2 separate regions of the Mus musculus genome follow, and region 1 is linked to region 2. A link is a contact called in public Hi-C data. All regions are on one chromosome and are shown on one strand. Each heading gives the region's core, a stretch centred on a gene start, on an enhancer-like site or on the middle of the called end of the contact. The rest is flanking DNA. Distances are from core to core; before and after follow the strand shown.

Evidence for each region. Hi-C and Micro-C count contacts between places; a contact is called where the count stands out from the background.
Region 1: a contact with region 2 is called in a Hi-C map of cortical neurons, with 9 times the contacts expected there. The contact joins two enhancer-like sites. A contact is called at or near these places in 2 of 484 Hi-C or Micro-C datasets (cerebral cortex and cortical neurons).

What each region holds. Positions count from the first base shown.
Region 1 is chr12:97,214,707-97,220,297 of GRCm38.p6, forward strand. No RefSeq gene overlaps it. Among named protein-coding and RNA genes, the nearest start is that of Gm40552, 25 kb to the right of the region's middle. Within about 2 kb of position 3,340, at least 10 of the 459 cell types and tissues checked have an H3K27ac peak or open chromatin away from gene starts, as enhancers often do. A contact at or near this core is called in cortical neurons, where this site is marked.
Region 2 is chr12:92,301,660-92,307,143 of GRCm38.p6, forward strand. No RefSeq gene overlaps it. Among named protein-coding and RNA genes, the nearest start is that of Gm40548, 300 kb to the left of the region's middle. Within about 2 kb of position 1,757, at least 12 of the 459 cell types and tissues checked have an H3K27ac peak or open chromatin away from gene starts, as enhancers often do. A contact at or near this core is called in cortical neurons, where this site is marked.

The DNA of each region.
Region 1 (5,591 bases), core at 2,090-4,589, 4.9 Mb after region 2:
AAATCACTCACGTACATTAGGGAAATATTGAAATTTGAAGCAGAGAACAGGACTCTGGCACTCAAAATAAATAGAAAAGAGTTGATCGTCCCATCTCCCAGCTGATATAGGGACAATGCCCATGGTTAGCTCAAGGCAGTAGTATGTTTTACACTCCAGAAACAGAAGTGCAAGCATGCCACAGTTCTCTCTATCCAAATGATAGTCTCTAATGGGCTTTAAAGTTCTTGCTTCCATGCCTTAAAGATGCTATAAATCTCTTTATAAATCCTATAGCTTATCTATTCTGTTGAGTTATTGAGTATCTAGTTTGGGATAGCTCAATGAGCACATTGGAAGGATCACCACTCATGCTGAATGCTGGGATTGTTTTGTATGCTAAATAATGGGTTTACTAAAGACTTCTTCATTGTGACTATTAATGAGAGAGCTTTCTCAACCCAACCAGACCTCTGAACCCAGTTTTCTGTATGATCATCCTCAGATGAGACCCCATCTGTGACTTAATCTATCTTACACTTCTACAAGGGAATATGTAAGTAGATTTGAACATCTGTAAAAACCAGAAATACATATCTAAAAGGATTGGAAGCCCAACATGGTAACCAGTGGTTTTTGGCCTGAGGAGTAGCTTTTTGCCTTCTCCTCATATGACAGAAGACATCAGATCAAGCCAAGCAGATGTTCTGAAAGCCTTTATTTTTTTTAAAATTTTTTTCATTGTAGACATTTACATTTCAAATATCTCCTTTTCTGGTTACCCCTCCACACATTGCCCCCCCCCAACCCATAACCCATCTCCCTCTCCCTTTTGCCTCTATGAGGGTGCTCCTTTATCCTCTCATTCACTCCCGCCTCTCCACTATGACCTCCCCCTATGCTGTGGCATCAAGCCTCCACAGGACCAAGGGCCTCCTCTCCCATTGATGTCAGATAAGGCCATCCTCTGATACATACATATCTGGAGCCATGGAACATCCATGTATACATTTTTGTTAGTGGTTTAGTCCCTGGGAGCTCTGGGAGGTCCAGATAGTTGATATTGTTCTTTCTATGGAGTTGTAATCCCCTTATCCTTCTTTAGTCCTTCCCCTAACTCTCCCATTGGGGTTCCCGGGGTCCTTCCGATGGTTAGCTGTATCTGCATCTGTAAGGGTCAAGCACTAGTAGAACCTCTCAGGGAACAGCCATACAAGGCGCCTATCAACAAGTGCTTCTTGGTATCAGCAAAAGTGTGGGAGTTTGGTGTGTGCAGATGAGATGGATCCCTAGGTGAAGTGGTCTCTGGCTGGCCTTTCCTTCAGTCTCTGTTCCATTTTTGTCCCTGTCTTTTCTTTGGACAGGAATGTTTGTGGTAGATATTCATTCTAATATTTTAGTAGTGTTGCTCATGTCTGGTGATTCTGAGGATCCTGTTAATATGTTGTGATAGTTACCTGTTAATATGTTATTATAGTTACATCTGAACTTTGGAGAAGACACATTAATCCCACAACAATCTATTTTTATGTTGGACTTAAGAGAATACATAATCACCCCTGCGAGGTCAAGGGCAAAGAGACTAGGTGCTTCATCCCTGACCCTCTTCCTCCAAGGTGAGGTTAATCCAGACGGAAGAACCAAGATTGCACTTTAGGCTTATATTCACAGTAAAAAAAGAAATAATTTTTCTTGCAAAAGGAATCTATTTTTGAAAGCAGTTTCTTTAGTACCTCGTACACTAGGTGTAGGCACTTGGTGCATGCTTTGGACTGAGAATGGATAGAAATTCTTTCCCCTTTGTGCCAGTATTTCACAAATCTGTAGATGCTATCTCCACCTTTCACCTATAAAGTCTGGAAAGGCAGAGGTTTGGGTGAAGCTTAAGATGGCCATCCATGCCAACTATCCCCTCTTTGAAGTTCACAATTCTCACCATGGGCAACTCCCTCTTTAAAGAATTACTCTTTTACCCCCAATTCTCCTCCTTTGTGTTTTGCTATCAGTATATATATAAAATGTTTGTGTGCAATTAGGTATTCCTATTCTTATAAAAGGATTGATTTTTCAAAAGCATGGAATGTACTAGAGCTCGTTCCAATATCACACCGTGTATTATACTGTGTAAAAGAGAAAGTGAGAGATGATGTCATTAAAAAGAAAGAGAGAGTGATGTCATTGCTGTTTCTGAGTCTATCATCCTTCTCCTATATCCTTAGTCCTTTCTTTGTTAAACTATTCCAAATTAAAAAGAGAAAAATTCATTATTGGTTTGGTTGAAGTGCCTGTCATCTATCCAACATAGGACAGTTAAAGAAAGTTGACTTGAGTAACGGGGCCTCATATGTTCAGGAAATTCAGTGGATTTTTTTTTTTGCCATCTTCCTTGTTGGAGAAATAATTAAAGGTAGAAGAGCATACGCTCATCAATCCACCTATTTGATGAAGATGTCAGTGGTAAACTGTGGCACATAAGAATGTAAATAGAGACATCTTTCACTCCAAAGGGCCTCAGCCCTCATGACAGCTGCCACGACATCAGTATTCCTTCTTTCTGATGGAATATTTAATTTATAGTAAGTACATTCATTTTTATATGGTACAGATTTCAAATTTGACAAATTGATGCACACAGAGGCTTCTTTGTGTGCTTGTAATTTCAGTGCTTGAGGGAGACTAATGTAGCCCTTGTTAGAAATCTCAGCATTAGAAGTCCTAACTAGGTGGGGTCAACTTGGAAAGAATTATCTCCATTCCTTTTTTCTTACACTCCTGCATAAAATCAAACTCAGTTGTTCTAGAGATCTGTTACATTCAAGAATTTCAAATTGCAAGGATACACTTAAGGAGAGTTTATTCCAATCGGCTCTTATACATCCAATCTTTCTGTGGCTCGTGACCCATGCAAGAGAGCAACCTTTGTGTCCTAGTCACTGGTAGTGTCTTCTATGAACTGTTAGATGACTGTGAGATATAAACGCAAAAAAAATGTACAACACAGCTTTCATACAAGTCACGTGTGCACAAGCTTCTCCAGCCTGAAGCTACTGTGAAAGTTGAGGCTAAGTGGAGTCCACATCCCCGCCTACCACAAGCTATCCTCAGACTGTCTAAGGATGCAGACTTCTCTAAGGATGGGATCTGGGGCACTCCCTGTCTTGTTTATGAGAACTGATACTGCAATGAGCCGTGTCTCAAAACACCAGAGTAAGTTCTGACAGGACACGTATTTATCTTCTGCCAGGTTTATGGTGAGGACATTTTAAAACTTGGCTTCTGAAAACCGCAGCTGAATATACGGCATGAGATGGAGTGAGGTAACATGTTCTGAACAAGAGGAAATTATCTTCAAGTCATGAAGCCGTACACTATACACAATCGTGTTTATACAGACACATCCACGCATATGCTGATGACATAAATTCCTTTCTTTTACTTTCTTTTGAGTGCTAGCAAGGGATTTTGTCAATATTTTAAAGACATTCTTTGCCTTTTCAAATTGTATTTTCAAAATACATAAACCACAATGCTATCCTGTAAAGACAAAATTGGAATATTATTCTTTTTTTCTATATCTCATCTTTCTACAGCTTTCACACTCTATATTCATCTTAACAAACACAAGCACATCCTATATATTTTGCAGTAAAGTGTGATGCCACACAGTGAAAGGTGTCTTGCTGTTACCTGAGGATGGCAATTGGGTCCATTTATTTCCCATTAGTTCTGGTTCTCTTACTATCTTAGATCCCGAGGAAGATGCTGCTATGTACGGATGAAGTCATTGTTCTATTCACAGCTGAACAAATTGTCTTCCTTGCTGGTGCTGATTTCTTTAACAATCTTTGCAACTTGTCAAGGACAAGGAGGGTCAAGAATAGCTTTCCCATTTTAAGCTACATGACAAAACAGCACAAAGTGTCCCATTTCAGCAAGTCTGCATGAAGTTTATTCTTGTCATCGGTGCAATCAAACCAAATCTGTTCACCAGTGCTCAAATGTATTAGTGTTCTACTCCTTTATAATTCAGGAATTAGAGAGCCATCTACTGGTCTCCTCTTTCTAGCTGACTTTTTAAAACAGCTAGGCAGCCATCCCAAATTAGTGATCTCTTTCACTGTACTTTGAGAAAGACAGTGATATTGTCCCTTTCTAAATATGAAGAGTAAAATAGGAATAGAATTATATCTTGTGCAAGTTGAAGAAAACAGAAAATATAGAGTATAGGTAAAATAAAATGATGATTTCAATATGGCAAATCTGCCATATAATTAGGGACTTTGTTTTGTTGTAGACAGTAATAAACAGAAATAACAAAAAAGCATTAAACACTGGGTAGAGCATTGAGATGACTATGGGGGTAAAGTTGCTTACTTCTATGTCTCATTTAAGTTCAATTTCAAGAATCCACGTGCTAGAAGGAAAGAGGCAATTCTTTCATTTTTGTCCTCTGTCTTCCATGTGTGCACTTAGGCACACACATAGACGTATGCATACATACACATGTATAAACACATGCATATATGTCCAAATCAATAAATAATTAAAGAATGGAGATGAATGCTATTTAAAAACACTAGGTGAACAGTTTTGGCAGCAAAGAAATTATTTGGGACTTGGAGAAGGGGGCTCTGAACATAAATGTTGCATAAATGTCTTGTTCAAAAGATCTGTTAGCTCAGAGCAGTGGCTTCTGGCATAGAAGAATGCAAAGGTAATGTATAGCCTCTGTAAGGCTGGCTTTTGCCATTTATTAGTCAGTAATAATCATACTGTTTCTCTTTTTCTGAGGGTAACATGACACAGTAGGTACTTAGTATCCAGTAAATAGGTTGAGTATCTGTTAGTTTTAATAGGATTATCACTCTGTTGGAAATTTAATGATAGTTGCTCCAGGAAGTCAAGCTTATTTTTTGTTTTTTAGATCCATTTCTGCTTAAGTAGACTGATGTCAAGGCAAAGGAGCAAAATTCACTGCAAAGGTTTTTGAAGCACACCCACGTACTTAAGAAATCTTCACCACTTGCAATAGATGTGCAAATATGTTTACATCGTTTGATTCCTTTCTTTTCTCAATTGAGCAGTAAAACATGAAATTCATCCATGAAATGAATCAGTAAAAAATTGATGTGAGAGGCTTGACAATGTGGATTTTTTAAAATTATACCTCCGTTGCAGCACCCCACCTCTCTCTTCTCCTCTCAGTCCCATCCTCACAAGTACCTCCCCTCACTACACCCTCTTTCCCTTGGGAAGCGCTCCTTGGGTACCACCCTGCCCTGGAAAAACAAGTCCCAGCAGGACCAAGAACATTCTTCTCCATTGAGGTTTGACCAGGCAGGCCAGGATCCAAAGGCAGGCAACAGAGTCAGAGACAGCCCCCTGCTCCAAATGTAAAGAGACCCACCTGCAGACCAAACTGCACTTCGGCTATAAATATGTAGGGAGCCTAGGTCCAGCCCCTGCATACTTTTTGGTTGGTTCAGTCTCTGTGATTCCCCCATGGGTCCAGAGTAGTTGGCTCTGTAGGTCTTCCTGTATTGTCCTTGACCCCTCTGGCTCACTCACTCCTTTCAGTCACTCTTCCACGAGACTCCTTAGACTGATGTTTG
Region 2 (5,484 bases), core at 507-3,006:
TTAGTGTGTGGCCAGTGAGCCTCGCTCTTTCCTATCTCCGTGTCTCAGTGCTGTTGTAACAGAGGGTCCCTGAACATGTCTAGACCTTTAGATGTAGGCTGGGGTATGCACTTACATCATCATGCTTGCAGTTAGCTTTATTACCCACCACATCACCTCCTCTACTCCTTCACCCTCTTTTTAAGTAAATCTCTCTTATTCCAAATATCCTCTGCTTCTATAATAACAACTCGCTCTTGAAGGTCACTACAAATTGGACCCTTGTTTTAAATGACCTGCACCTGGCCAGTTTAGTTGTTCCTTAAAACAACTCCTTTGGCATATTTTCTAGTCTCTACTTCCCAGACAAGTAGATAAGGGAATAAAGGAAGAGTTTGAAAGCAGGGGTTTGAACTCTAGCAGTCGATGTCCAGAAACTATCCTTTATTCGGTCTTGGTTCACACTCCTCAATGACTGACATGATGTATCCAGTCCCCTGCTAGTGGTGTGCTTTTGAGCAGTGCCATAGTCTTTAATTTAAAGGGAACCCTTAGGAGTTAGACTTGCTATGGATTTTGGAATAAAATTGTGCGATCGCTTGACTGACCACTTTGCACAAGTGTTGTTTTTATCCTCAGATTCCTGGAAACGTGTTGAGATGCATTTCTAGTGAACTGAAAAATATAGCATGGCCACTGTTGCAAATTGTTGTAAGAGTGGTGGTAGTATGCGCGCTGTGAAGCTCCTAAAGCCCTTGCACGCTCACATATGTCACATGCTGAAACTTACTAGTCGATATTCCTTCTTTCTCTACTGTTCTCTTCCTTCCAGGAAGAAGTCTTCAGTTTTCCCTGCATCTGCTCAAATCAAAGAACAACTATGTGTGAGCAAATCTGAGCATATTCTTTTAGTATCTTTACAGGCATTAATTTATTCAGACCCTTATGTATTCACTTTCTGTCTTTCAGAATTTTGCGATAAGGCAATTGGGCTGTAACTGAGTCTTTTCTACTATTCTTCTATAAAAACCAGTGCTGAAATATGTAGACCTATATACCTGACTTACTCTTTATCATTTACGTTCATCCTTCCTGGAGGACCAAACATTGAATTTATAATATTTAAGGGTCGCTCATTGCCATAGTGTCATTATTCTGGGTAGTTTTGTTCTTAAGTGCCACAACTATGGAATTATTAGTCATTGTCATGTGATGGGAACAGCTGGTCTTTATTAAAAGCTCATGTGCGTTTGCAAGAAATGCTAAGCACATACCGCATTTAATCTTCATGCCAGCATATCAGCGAGTTTATGGATAGCTGTATGATGCTATGAAGAAATGTCATGGTTTCATATTCTACATTTGGGGAAAGTGGTTTTAAAAAGTCTGCTAGAAATTTCAGGCAGCAAGAGGAGTTAGGAGTAATCTTAGCAATCTATGTAATCAAACCGCCACGATATTCCTCCTCCGTTTGAGCTTCTGGAGAATGACATGTGCATGTAGATGAGTTCAGACACTTGTCCAGGGAATGAAAAAGAGAGAAAAAAAATCTTTCCATGGGTTGCACAAGAGGGTCGCTATTAAACATTCTCTAGCACAAAATACTTAAGGCTCTGTGACTCGGCGTAGAAATTCATTTCTGCCGGAATTGGATTTTCTTACAGAATAAGCCCCCTCCCCCATTTTTTCCAATTCTCTCCTTTTCAGAAGCGTCCGATTGTCTTGCAAGACGTACCAGTAGATGGCAGCAAAAGCCCGCCCTAGACCCCAGAAGGAGTGACTGAGTGGCAGGAGGAAGCACAAGATGGCTTTTAAAGTATCATCAAGCCACCTCCTTACCTGACACGTGGGAGGGGCTGATTTTTCAGGTCACACACGTTGTCTTATTACTTTAGAAAATAATCATGTAGAAAGGCTTTTCCGTTGTGTTTGTTGCTACATTTGTGCAGGAAGGAGACTGTCAAGCCGAAATCAAACTAATAGCAGGAAAAAAAAATGCCGACCCAGGAGAAGTGCAGATAATTTCCATTAAGAATGTTACTCATGGGTTTTCAAAGAAATTTTTTTCATCACCAAATCTGATCAGTGAAGCATTCTTCTTCATAAATTATTTATCAGAATCTTGTCTCTCTCTTATCCTTCCCCACTATCGAAAAGAACAAAACCCAACTTCGGGTGAATTCTTCTTTAAGGACATGTGGGTAACATTTCTTTCCACCTTCCTGTGTCAGTAATGAAACACAATTGTGTCAAAAACCCAAATACAACAAGAGATGCTTTTACTTTACATGAGAATCTTTTTCACAAAGACCATCACCCTTGACATCTAACGTTTTTCTGTTAGTATTTATTTGATCTTCACATATTGCTGGCTCATTTATCTGGGCCACTGTGCTTTGTACTTCAACTGAATTGGTTCTGAAATCTGAATGCGAGGCTTCTTCAGTATGTGTGCCATGTTGAAAAGCAAAACGCATCTCAGAGTGTTTGTTTCAGTGCATCTTAAATAGAGATGAAAGTATTTTACAGGGCTGTTGTGAGAGTTATATACAAGAGATAATGGATCCAGTGAAACTGTCAGCTTGGTACTGAACAAAAGTTCACTGTGGCTTTAGACCACACATGAGAACACAATGGCTAAGATTCCTTCTAGTTTTCTGGGTCTGAGAGTCTATTCGTGAGTTCCTCCTTACTCAACCATAGACAGACAGACATCCATCCTGGAAAAGGAGAAAGCTGCAAGATACTGAGAAGAAAATGATCTAAAGGATGAGAGATTGGCTCACAGGGAGTAGTGTTTCTTTTATGACTATTAAACGCCACTGCATTATTCATCTCTGTCAGGAGTTCATTATGCATCAATGAGACAAAAAGAAAAAAAAAAGAAGAAAAATGATATTGTTAGAGAGGAGAAAAAAAATCAAAACACAGTTTCTGAAAGGATGTCATCACCATTATCTATGCTTGATCTAAAGAAGAATAGCCAAGATTGATCAGGGCCTGGTGGCATAGGCCTGCAATCACAGATATGCAAGAGGCCAAGGCAGGAAGAGGGCAAGTTTAAAGCCAGAATGGATTACACAGTAAGCTCAAGGGCGGTCTATGTAAGTTCATGAGGCCCGGCTTCACAATAGAAAGTATAAAAGGTACTAGGACTAGATCTCGATAGAGAAGTGCTTACTTGTCATGTATGAAGCCCATGTTTAACTAATCTTAAAAAGAAATTATCCGGGACTTGAAAACAGAATTGATGATCTTTGAGAGCCAATTCCATTCTGTATTGACTTGTTTTATGTATATTTAAAAATGTTTGTTATGTGTTTGAAATGAAATCCTACATTAGAAAATAATTCTTCTTCACATGGACAGTCTGGCAACGTAGGTTAACTGCTTTGGAATGCTCTGAGCATTTGAGGCTCTGCGTTTGTGGCCATAGAGGGTCATGAACGTGGCTGTGCTATATGGTTATAACCTACGGGAGTCAGAGTGCTCAGGCCCATTTTGCAGAAGATGAAATGGAGACACTTAGCTAAGGGCTAGCTAACTCGGCAGATGGGGATGAGATATCAGAGTTCTGTGAGTCCTCCACCACTCCTGCTACTCTGCTCTTATAGCTTCTAAAATAAGCAAATATATAACTATGAAGGTGAGTGAGTAATCTGCAGTCTCCCTTGCTACCCTCGGCCCGCAATTGGCAGTGCCTAGTCAAGGGTAGTTGTGGTCTTTCTTGTTTAAAGAAAGCTCATCTTTGCTTACCCACCAGTGAATGTTTATAGGAAACGCAATATGTGATATCTTGCAGAGGAGGACACAGAATGCTTTTGTAAAACAAAGACCTTGAAGTTAAGAAAGGCTGTCCTCGTCTGATGCACGTAGGGAATACACAGAAAATTGCATAGGATCTGAACATAAAGGGTAATGAAGCCAACTTGGAGCTAAATGTTGTTTGATATCTAGCCAGTTCAGCCGCCTGCAAGAGTCTCGTCATTGTAAATGGAAATGGAAATGATGAGAGAAATATATGTATATATGTGTGTGTATGTGTGTGTGTGTGTGTATTCATATATACATAAACACATAATTTAGCTTTAGATGGAACAATTACCATGTGTTCTTGCATAGAAGGCATAGCATGGCATAGGTTAGCTACTACAATTATTACCATGTAGTCCTTGCTTCTGTGTCTGCAAGAAATCTGTAGCTTTTGCCAATGGTTGAAAGTCAGGTTGGTATTAGATATTCAACTTAATATATTTTAATGTGAACAACAACAAAATTTCTGAAATTCAGAAAAAGTCTCTAAAAATATGCTCCCCTGGAAAGGGGAATACTTCCTTCATCTTTATCTTGGCCTTAAGCTTGAAGCACATCCATGGGACACAGGTACTGTAAGTTGCTATCTTATTTTAGTTATTAGTTATGAATTGGATTTTCTCTCTATGAAGATTGTCTTAATCATGAAGATAAAACAAAAAAAAAAAGAAAGAAAGAAAATGACAGGGCTATGAGTAGTTTTCTGAAAGCTAGTACCCTGTTTGAATCTAAAAAAAAATACAATTCACAATAATAAAATTGGATATTTTCTGGTGCAGCTCAGAAACATTTGACTCTATAATGCCTTATCTGAAAAAATGCAGGGCCTGGAATGGTTCTAGCTACTAGATTCTATATATATATTTTTTCCTTTTACAAGATTTATCATGTGCCAGATATTGTGGCAAGCATATTGCATATCTTTCCACATTAAACTGACAGCAAACTTGAAAAGTATGTGTTATTTCTGTTTTGTGAAGGTTGAGTGGCGCTCAGTGTGTACCAAGATACTGTGGCTGACACATGACTTGAATTCTAGTTGTCTGACTCTAACGCTTGGGTTTATACTTGCACGAATCTAATATTACTATAAAGAAGTCTTCCATTTTGAGACAACATTTCAAGTACTCTGTTCTATAGTAGGTAAAAGTGTTTTGACATACGCCTGCAGCTTGAGGGGGAGCAGGGAACTTAAGGAAAATAGTCACAGTGCATAGCATATAAACTTAGGAATCATTACTAGAGGCACAGAAATACAACATTTTAGTTTTCTATAGCTCAATTCCATTTTGTTCTCAAGTTCCCCCAAGCTACCCAGGGCAGACAATGTATTTTATGGTGTTCTGCTATACTCAATCCCAACTAGTTCCATCTGCAGCCAAATCTAAGCAATGCTATTTTTTTTTCTATTTTTCTTTGTGTGTGTGTGTGTGTGTGTGTTTTTTTTTTTTTTTTTTTTTTTTTTTTTTTTTTTTTTTCTAGACAGGGTTTCTCTGTATAGCCCTAGCTGTCCTGGAACTCACTTTGTAGACCAGGCTGGCCTTGAACTCAGAAATCTGCCTGCCTTTGCCTCCCGAGTGCTGGGATTAAAGGAGTGTGCCACCATGCCCAGCTTAAGCAATGCTGTTTTAACAGCTACGTTCTGTTGAAGGGCAACTAAAGGTTGCTGGTACACCACTTTTATCCAACATT